2 separate regions of the Arachis hypogaea genome follow, and region 1 is linked to region 2. Evidence: chromatin contacts called from public Hi-C data. All regions are on one chromosome and are shown on one strand. Each heading gives the region's core, a stretch centred on a gene start, on an enhancer-like site or on the middle of the called end of the contact. The rest is flanking DNA. Distances are from core to core; before and after follow the strand shown.

Region 1 (4,989 bases), core at 1,847-4,346, 42 kb before region 2:
GAAGTGGCTTAGAAGGCTTGAAACTAAGCCATCAACTTTGCAAAGTTTTGAAAATCAGAAAAACTTTGTGTGATTGGATTCATCACCTCTACCTCATTCGTTGCCATTGATGAATAAATAGGTCAGATCTATCTTTCACGAGCTATTCTCACTACAAGTTCTCATATGTGGTGAAAGTTCATACTTTATTGTAGGCTCTACGCTCACCACACCATAACAAAATTCTATTGCAGAGTTCAATGGTAAAATAGTGGAGTAAGCACCACATGAGAGGGAGGCTCTGAAAGGAAAGAAAAAGATGGTTGCGGGATGAAAAATTTTACTACTTTTGTCATTACTATTATCTACATATATATAAGAACATTAGACACTTTAACCCTAATAAACATACTCTATCTAACCATCTATGTACACTAGAGTACCTCAAGAGTACCTAAAAAAATACATAATTAACAAGATAAAATACTATTTAATATATAACCTTAATTACATAGTACGCAATACCCATTTTTTCTCTAATAGCCGTGATTGCCATAAATTTAACTAAAAATGATTCATCTTCCAAAAAGGTCCAAATGATATTATGCAAGGTTCTAAAAACCGGTTCGAACCGGCCGATCGAACCGTGAACCGGACGCTAAAACGGTTCGAACAATAAGAAAAACCGTGAAATCTGAAAACCGGGATTGAACCGGTGAACCGGCCGGTAACCGGTCGATCGAACCGAACCGTGACCCGGCCGGTTTTTGAGATTTGCAGCAAAACGCTACCGTTTGGAGCTCTGGAACCCTAAATGGCTAAATGTGATTAACGCTGAGGCTTTTCTGTTCTCTCTTCTGAGTTCTGAAAGTGAAATCTGAATCCCTAATGCCTTCGCCCTTCGCATTTCACAGTTCAGCTTCACCATTCTCATCATTCATCAAGGTTCAGAGAGAAGTAGAGAACGCCATCACCCATCACGATCTCACCGGCGCACACGGCCACATGGGTTCGCCGTCGCGCAGTCAGCTCTGTTGCGGAGTGAGCTCCATCGCGCAGTGATCTCTGTCGTGCAATCACTTCCTTCGACCAGTCACCACTCGTGTCGGCGTTGCTGTCTGTCTCCCACTCTCCCTACTGGCCTGTTGCATGTTCGGTTGAAGCATTGAAGCCTGAAGGTGCCTTTGAGACTGAGAGAAAGCCTTCGAGTTCCAGGTAATTTTTATTTTAGTTATGAACTTATGATTGTTCATTGAGTAGCTGTGATGAACTCTGAAATACTGTGATACTGTGATGAACTCTGAGTCTCTGATGCTGTGATGAACTCTGAGTCTCTGATGCTCTTTGATTCTGTGACATGATGAACTCTGAATTCTGAAACTGTGAACTCTGATTTTGTGAACTCATTTTGTGAAGCCTTGAAGGTGCCTTCGAGCTTCCAAGAGTTCTAGGTAATTTTTTTTAGTTATGAACTTATGATTGTTTGATTGAATCATTGAATAATTGTTGCAAGATGAACTGCTAAACTGTGACTGTGAACTCTTTGATTGAGTAGCTCTTTGATTTTGCTTTGTTTACTATCAACCTCAAGTTATGGTTTTGGATTGAAAATTAGGATAACTCTGTTTTCATGCTAGCATTCATAAACACTTTTGGCATATTGGTAAGTGAAGTTGAACACTTTGTTGAAGGAATATATGACTTGATGCCCGTGAAATTGCGAAGGGTGATGTTTCAGGGTCTCTGGTGGAGTTTGACAGGGCAATTGAGTTGGACCCTCGTCAAAAGGCGTGTATGTTTATAAGCATTTTGAAAAAAAAAAGCGTTATATCAGCACTTTGGATTGGAATGATTGTAAATTGAGTTCAAGTTACATGAAATTTGGTTGTTCTCATTGTGTTTGTTACCATATCTTTGGCAAAGGGACCTCTCCCTTTACTACCTTGATAGGTACTCACTCTACACTCTTCTGTTATTTATTTGAGTTTAATTACTATTCACATGGAATTGCATATTTATAATGTATTGCTTATGAATCTGTAAAAAGGGGGGACTGAATTGGATTCCCATTTTGTCGTAGATTTGAAGAAGGAGCTGAGCAGTTGCGGCTAGATGTTGCACAAAATCCGAATAATACCAAAGAGTCCATATGGTGCTTTCTCTGTGAAGCTCAACTGTATGGAGTGGATGAAGCACGGAAGCGATATCTTGAGGTGAGTCATTAATTATGTTACTGGAATTTAACAAGAAAAGCGAATATGTGAATCTTCACAAATCTGCAGCAAGTTATGGAGGATTTTGATTATTGATGACAAACTTGGATCATTTTGATGTTGCTATGTTATGTTTGATTGGTTGTTTTATTTTTTTACTTTTGAATTTGTATTCGAATGAGATTATAACATTTTGGTTTATGTAGTACTTTTAATTTGAATGATATTTTAAAGTTTACATTAGACTATAATTATATTTTCATGTGTTTATTTATATTTTATTTATTATTTTATTATAAAACAGTTTTTTCGGTTCAACTACGGTCGAACCGATTGAACATATAAACCAGTAAACCAGTAGCTAGAGCGGTTCGATAACCGGTTCGGTTTTCAGAACCTTGATATTATGTTCTGTACCTAAATTTAAGAAAGCATTTTGTAAGGTAATATGAAGTTTTTCATCGTATTGACTATTTCACTCAAAGGTACGCCTTCTCCACTTGAGATTCAAAATCTACATAGACCATCTCAAAACCCATAATCCATAATCAGTTTCGACCTCTACATAGAAATCAAATAGAAAATAATAGGTTGTCCTTATTGCTTAAATAAAATATTTATAACAACTAGAAAATAAAAATAGAAAACAATATGTCTAATAATTTCAAGACTAAATAACAAAATTTAGAAGGATAGCAACCAAATTAAAATTGGAACTCAAAAATTACAGTAAACACTAATAAGGTTCTTTTTATTCATTTTTCCTTTTTTTGCGTCCTTCGTTCTCCTTATTTTTTTGGGAGAGTGGGCAGCGGGGTTGTCAAAATATACTAATATAGGGCTCATCGGGTATTCATTTCGGCTTGTTGTTATAAGGAATGGGCCTTTGTTCTACACAAGGACGCAGTGTGGAGGCCCAAGTATAAACCTTGTGAGTTTTGAGTTGTGGCCTTACCCATTCCACATCTTCCATATAGTGCCATCTATATACCAAAAAAAAAAACGTGCCATCTGAGCCAGAAAAATATATAGTGTATAATAGCAAAAAATCAAATACCTAGTATCACATAAAAATTAGTGAATATTGTTGCCATCGCCTATCAGCTTCTAATGAGTGAGTTAGAAGAATATTCTTTTTTGGATATATCATATATATCAGAAGTAATTTTATGTGCGGTATAGATTGCATGTCAGCTCCTTTTCTATATCTAGTTTGAGGCAGCTCCGTATTTTGTCCTTTAAATTAATACGTAGCTCCTCACCTAGCTTGCTTTTGGTGGGTGGAGCAATTAATAAATTATCAAAGTAAATAAATAAATAAAACTAGAGTGAAGTAGGATGAAATAATGCACTTATTATATAACCGTAGCTTCAAGAATATACACTCTCATATTGAAATATAAGATATGCTACACTTAAGTTTATTATCTTATTTTTTTAGACTATTACTGAATTAATGGATTACATATATATCATCTGGTTGTTACTTTTCTCCAAAAGAAAAAGAATTACATATTATAGATTCAAATTAAAATTAAATCACATTTTTTTCCTTCAAATTTTATATCTATGCATAAACTCTCTCTTTTAAAATAACTCAAAATTCATTACTTCTTGAAAACTAACTTGGGTCAGATTGATAGTTAATTTATTAATTTGTTTAATTAATTGTCAAAAGTTTAAATCTTGTCTACTGCATACAGCAATATATTAATCAACATTAAATTCTTAAATAAAATTCTAATCTTTAACAAATTAATTATGGATTTATCTGATTAAAGAGATAATTAAAAAACAAAAATTCATTACTTGAAAGTTGAAATATCTATAACGCATGGCTGGGAGCTCCTTTCTTTGGACAATAGATGGGGACTATATATCTATATGTGGACATTATGCTCCTATGTATAAATTAAAAAATATTTACACTACTTTTAATTTTATAATTAGATTATTTTTATATTAAAATATTAAAATTAATAAAATATTTTTTTAAATATATGTAATAAAAAATTTAATTAAAATTTTAATTATAAATACCTTCAATTTACAAAAAAATATTCAGTTAATAACTCTAATATTTTTTATCCTAAAAATAATCTAATTATAAAATTAAAAATAATATAAAAATTTAATTAAAAAATATAAAAACTTAATTAAAAATATATTAAAATTATAAAAACCAATAAAATAATTAAACCTAAATTAAATGGTATTTTTAAGAGAAAAAAAAGGTAAGTTCAATACTATTCATTACGTCAAGATTAAAAGTATATGATTTTGAAAAAATTTTAAGTATTCTAAAGATACCAATTTTTCAATAATTTTAATAACTGTCGATCTCATATATAATATATATTAATTATAATTAACAACTAAAATAATTAAAATACCGATATTCTGCAATATTATTAAAAAAAATTCTATGGTTTTAAGTCATTTTTAGTACTACTTATAGATAAAGGTACTTATGTATCACCTTTTTTTTCTGTAAATTTACATGTATTATTTAAAATTTTTATATTACTATATATATTATATATAAATAATTAATTAGGGACTAATAATTTTTTATTTACAGTTAACATAGTTGATCGAAATGATCCTTACATCGACGACGTATGAAACTCGAGTATTTGTTAGATTTTGGTTCATTTTCCTTACCAAATATATGGCAACCATCCTTGGACGTTGTTTGCAGTAGTTACTTGGTCTATTAATTAATCTATATTTAGAAGCTTGCTCTTATCTGTTCTTTCATTAGGGTACCCACTGCATGTAGTTGTGATGCTCAAAC
Region 2 (5,401 bases), core at 1,080-3,579:
GGAGATACAAAAGAAGTTGGTTCACCATTCAGAAGCCAAGGAGAGATAACCAGTGTTCTTGAGGTGTATGTTTCGAGAAGAGCTCTCTAAAGAAGTTCATCCACTTGGACAGTGCTTCCTAGTCAAAGGAGCATTCTACCAGAATGAAGAACTGAATCAGAGGCTAGCAAATCTGGTTTATCACATAGCAAAGAGGCTGTTGAAGAATTAATCTTCTTCATGATTTACATATTGTAATTTTCTTTTTAATGTTTATCTTTCTGTAATTTCTTGAGTGAAAAGGCATAATGAGAGAGCTCAAGTAAAAGCCAATGAGTGGAAAGAGGCTGAGTAATACACTTGAGAGAAAAGCCTAGAGTTATTTCAGATTTCTTTAGGTAAAGTCCGTGTCTTGTATCTTGTACCTGTGAGGTATCCCTTTCTTAGTTGGGTGAGTACTAAGAGTAAATAGTTAGGTATTAGCATAACCAAGTTAAGTTAGGTTAGAACTTGAGAGTGAAAGGATTGTGTCAATCCTGTGGAATTGGTGTATGTAATACTTTAACTATAGTGAAAATTCCACCACTGTTGTGGTGGAGACTGGATGTAGGTTGCATTGCACAAGGCAACTGAACCAGGATACATGATGGTGTCAGCTTCTCTCTTCCCTACTGTGTTCTGTTTTCTAATATTCATGAGACAAAAATAAATTGTCTCATAAATTTTTCACTGATGAGTTCAAGTAGAATCAGAATTGAAAGTTTGATTTAAAGGGTTATTTCAATAATATAAAAGAAGGTCATAGATTCAACCCCCCCTTCTCTAAGCCTTCTACAACTTTCAGTATGAAATCAAAAATTTCTTACACACAAAATACCATAACATACTTTCAAATACAGAAATGGTGTCACTCCCAACCACTTTAAAGTAACCCCATTTAGGGGCAAACACAATTACAAAATCAAAAATGCGAAAGGCAGATTGAATGGCCAAAATGCAAACGGTGGTCCTCTCGAAAAATGCAAAACCAAATCTTGTAAAGCTTCGAGATGAAGGAATCTTGAACTAGGAATGGATGTACGAAAGAAGTTCAAAGAAAGTGAAAGAAAGAGAGAAAGCAAACATTTTAGAAACGGAAAAAAAAGGAAGAGAGAAAAAGTGAAGAATTTATAATACACAAGGAACACAAAGGACATTTACGCACCCTTCTTTAAAAGTCATGCACGGATCTCCAGGAAACTGTCGCGTAACATACACCACGTCATTAAGGGAAGCAACATTTCAAAAATTTTGAAACACGTCGAGTACCCGACTTCTGGAAGGCGGTGTACTCGACGAAGGAAACTGGAGACACAAATGCTCAAGCCTGACTTTATGAAAGCTCGGACTCTAGTAGAAGCGTTGTTCATACCCTGGCACCAAAAACATAAAGCCAGGCCCAATAAGAAAAAAGGCCCACCCAAAAAGGGTAACCACTTCTACTTGCCCGACCTATCAAGAGGTCGAGTACAATAAGGGAGGTCTAGTCCCACTTATTTGAATAAGTAACTACCTCCTTAAATCTCTTCTACTATCTCTACCTCATGTAGAAGATAGATCTCAACACATCTCTAAGATAGAGGGAACGGTTATCCACTAACAAAGGTGGGATTACTTCAAAAAGGTAGTTATCTATTTTACTATAAATACACTGACACTTTTCAGGTATATTCAAGTCCCAATCTACTAAAAACTTACTTAAATCCCTTGCTAACTTAAATATCAGAGTCTCTTGCAGGTATTATCCTCCACCTCCTCACAAGGAACTCAGACGGCGACATCTCGACACTAGCATAAGTCAGACGCTGTCTCAGAAAAAGTCTGAAACTCACATTTAGGCCTAAATCATCGTTTTAGGTAACTCCGGAAACATATACTTTTGTTCATTTACTCTAAAAACAAAAAAAAATTGAGGCCGAACACTAAACTACACGTGAAGTATGATTTTTCTTTTGGTACTGGAACAGGCCAAAGCCCAAAACAGAAAATAATATCTACATGTGTCCAAAATAAAGGACATAGTGTTGTTAAGCCCAACATGAGGCCCAGTCTAATATGGACTTAGCGGATTCAAATCTATAAAGCTCATTGCTCAAAAACAAAATTCTAGAAAGCTCGACGTGTTTGGAGGCAATGGTGGATATTTACGGTCTCATCCTTTGCGTCAACCCTTTGAAGATGAAGAAATTGCAGCAGTCATGGAGGCAGCACAGGGGGTTGAAGTGGAAGCTCGAAATATGTTTGTTATTGTCGTTTCTCCTTTTCCTTTTTTTCCTTGTGTCCAGCTGTTCCTCTGTGTTGTGAGTTGGGCAGGTGCCTAGCCCATGACAACGATAAAAAAAAAAAATCAGTGGCGCCTAACTGCCATTCAAACCTTACGAGTAACTACCATTCTTCTTCTTCTTCTGACTAAAACTAACTGAGTCGGAAACAGAAGAACCACAATGCACTCTCCCTTTCTCACTGCAACGCATCCGCCATGCTCAAAGGCAAGCTCAAGCTTCCACGTCCACTTCCAATTCCCGACCAGCTTGGCAGCTTGATTGCTGGAGGATCAGAATCCGAAGAGTTCGAGTTTGGCGAAGAGCTGGAACCGATTCATCCAGCCGCATTACGGTTGCACAGAGAGAGTGATGATGCTGAGGAAGCTATAGATAACGATGATGAAGGTGGTGGTGGTGGTAATGGCATGGACCATAAAACCCGGCAGAGGCTGAGTAAGGACACCATTAATCGGGTTTCGGTTTTGAAGTCCACTTCAGAGGAAGAGAAAAGATCTGATTTAGAACATGAGGTCACACGTGATTTTCAACTTTTTTTTTTGTGGGTTTAATTTATGAAATTATTAGGTCACGAACGGAGAAATATTTGAAAATTAAATGTGAAATTATTTTCGATGCATGATTTAAGTTGTTAAAACCTAATCATTTTCAATTTTCGAATCCTTTTGCTATTAATAAGTGTTAAATGTTCATCAATCGTTGTTCAATTATTTGAATTCTTTGTTATGTAGCTTTCTCAAAGGGAGATTAATTTGGAGAAGTTGCAAAGAATTGCTAGCACTGGTATTCCTGATGGAGGAGGTTTGCGTGCAACAGCGTGGAAGGTAATTCAGCGTATTTGCTTGATGCAAGTATAGTAGGCCAGTAGCTTTGATTTTCACGCAAACCTAAATCTTAGAATTTATCTTGTCAATTTTTAGCTGATACGAATTTTTAACACTGTTACGCTAAATTTGTATGTTAAATGAGAATATCAAATGCTTTAATTTTAATATTTAGATAAGTAACACCAGTCTAGGGTGAAAATTTTATCTGTATATGCTTTGGCATACAAGCAGAGCTAATTGTCCTGCTATGATTCAACATATCCAGCTTCTCTTGGGTTACTTACCTTCATCTCAGGACCTGTGGGAGAAGGAATTGAAAGAGAATATACAAAAGTATTCTAATCTGAAAGAGGAACTTCTCCTGAATCCAGTAAGATGCTTCAAATTTGTAATTCTTAACATAAGCAGTTTATATTCATATTAACTTTTAGTTTTACTGGGAAATGTGATATGTATTTTAGCTCTTGTCTTTTCATTGATTGTTTTATTGTTGAATCTAAGACAGTCAGAACATATCTGGAGGGAAGGCAAAGAATTAAGTTCTGAGAACCAGCACAAGGAAGGTGACAGTGATGGCCTGTTACGGCGACATGAAATTTCTCAGGAAGATCACCCTTTGAGCCTGGGCAAGGCTAGTCTTTGGAGTCGGTATTTTAAGGTAATTTTCTCCATTTCAAAATTTTTGGATAGAGAAGTCAATATTCTAATTACTGTAAGTTCATATATTCTAGTACACAGAGACAATAGAACAGATTAATAGAGATCTGCAGAGGACACATCCAGATATACCATTCTTTTCGGGGGAGTCATCATTTAGTCTTAAAAATAGGGTAATTTAATCTCAAAATAGAATGCTAGAAGTTCTCTTTATAATTCGGTTTCACTGTGAAGTAATACTTTTTAGTGTTAGGGTGTTCGTAACTGATTGAAGTTTTTCATTTTTTCTTTGACCATAGGAAGCAATGAAGAATATCCTTCTCCTGTTTGCAAAACTAAATCCTGTAATTTGTTATGTGCAAGGCATGAACGAAGTCTTGGCACCAATATACTATGTATTTACTATTGACACTCACAAGCAAAATGCTGTAAGCACTTTCTTTGTTTTTTTTTTTTTTTTTTTGGTCAGCACTTTCTTTGGTTAGGTATACATAATTGTACGCTTATTTTTTTATACATATATATCTTGTTTTGTTTCAATTAGGTGAGTGCAGAAGCAGATAGTTTTTTTTGTTTTGTTCGAGTCTTAGGGGACTCAGTGGATCATTTCTGTCAGCAATTGGATAATAGTTCAAGTGGCATCCTTTCTACTCTTTCTCGTTTGTCAGATTTACTGAAAGTAAATGATGAGCAATTGTGGCATCATCTTGAGTTTACAACAAAGGTTACCACATCCAACTTTTTTGTATTTTTAATTCAAGTTGTTCAATTTAATTCTATTTGGACTTGATGCTTTGAAGCCTGGTGATGAACAGGTTAAACCACAATTCTATGCATTCCGATGGATTACACTGCTACTCACACAAGAGTTCAAATTTGAGTCTATCCTGAGAATATGGGATACACTTCTGAGTAATCCTTTTGGTGTTCAGGTTCCTCAATTGAACTCCGAATGAAGTTGTCGTTTAGAAGAAAATTAATACTTAATTTCATGTATGTGTTTAGAACTTCTCATACTTGTTATTATCTATTGTGTTATATAGGATATGCTTCTTCGTGTCTGTTGTGCAATGCAACTTTGCGTGAAAAGCAAACTCTTGGGTGGGGATTTTGTGGCTAATTTGAAGCTTTTACAACACTATCCTGAGGATATCAACTTAGAATACCTTCTCCAGGTAGCCCAGGACATTAGTCCTGACACTTCTTCTTATTGCTTATCCCTTTGATAGATTTATACATATCCAACTCCTTTTTGTATAATTGCATTATCATGTTTTGTAAACTCAATGTTAGTTGAATACCTAATAGAGGAAGAAAATTTCTGTCATAAATATCAATATAAGAATTCTTAAGCAAAAAGCATCATGAACTTGAGTGGTGAGATTTATTTTTCTATAAGTGACAAAAGTGCAAAGTAATAGTTTGTATATAAGCGTATCTAAATATTGATTTCAAGTAAATTTTACAAGATATATGTTATTAAAATTAATTAAGTACAACAAAATTAGACATTTGTGAAAGTGATAGTAATTTTCTTTCATGAAACATTTCAAATTCAGCCGATTTCTTATAGGATTTTGCTACTATATAGTTTTTCTTACCCCAGAAACTAATGAA

What was found. A called contact is a pair of places that touch in the nucleus more often than the background predicts.
Region 1: a Hi-C map of leaf shows a contact between it and region 2, with 2.8 times the contacts expected there. The contact joins the enhancer-like site here to the promoter of LOC112707561 in region 2. A contact is called at or near these places in 2 of 8 Hi-C or Micro-C datasets (leaf and an unstated tissue).

Annotation. Positions count from the first base shown.
Region 1 is chr1:106,512,123-106,517,111 of arahy.Tifrunner.gnm2.J5K5, reverse strand. No RefSeq gene overlaps it. Among protein-coding and RNA genes, the nearest start is that of LOC112707593, 16 kb to the left of the region's middle. Within about 2 kb of position 3,096, at least 3 of the 3 cell types and tissues checked have open chromatin away from gene starts, as enhancers often do.
Region 2 is chr1:106,469,354-106,474,754 of arahy.Tifrunner.gnm2.J5K5, reverse strand. LOC112707561 reads left to right here and starts at 2,329. Exons shown (of 10, transcript XM_025759358.3): 1 at 2,329-2,812; 2 at 3,032-3,124; 3 at 3,393-3,497; 4 at 3,633-3,785; 5 at 3,859-3,957; 6 at 4,084-4,212; 7 at 4,329-4,508; 8 at 4,600-4,716; 9 at 4,828-4,959. The coding sequence starts at 2,498.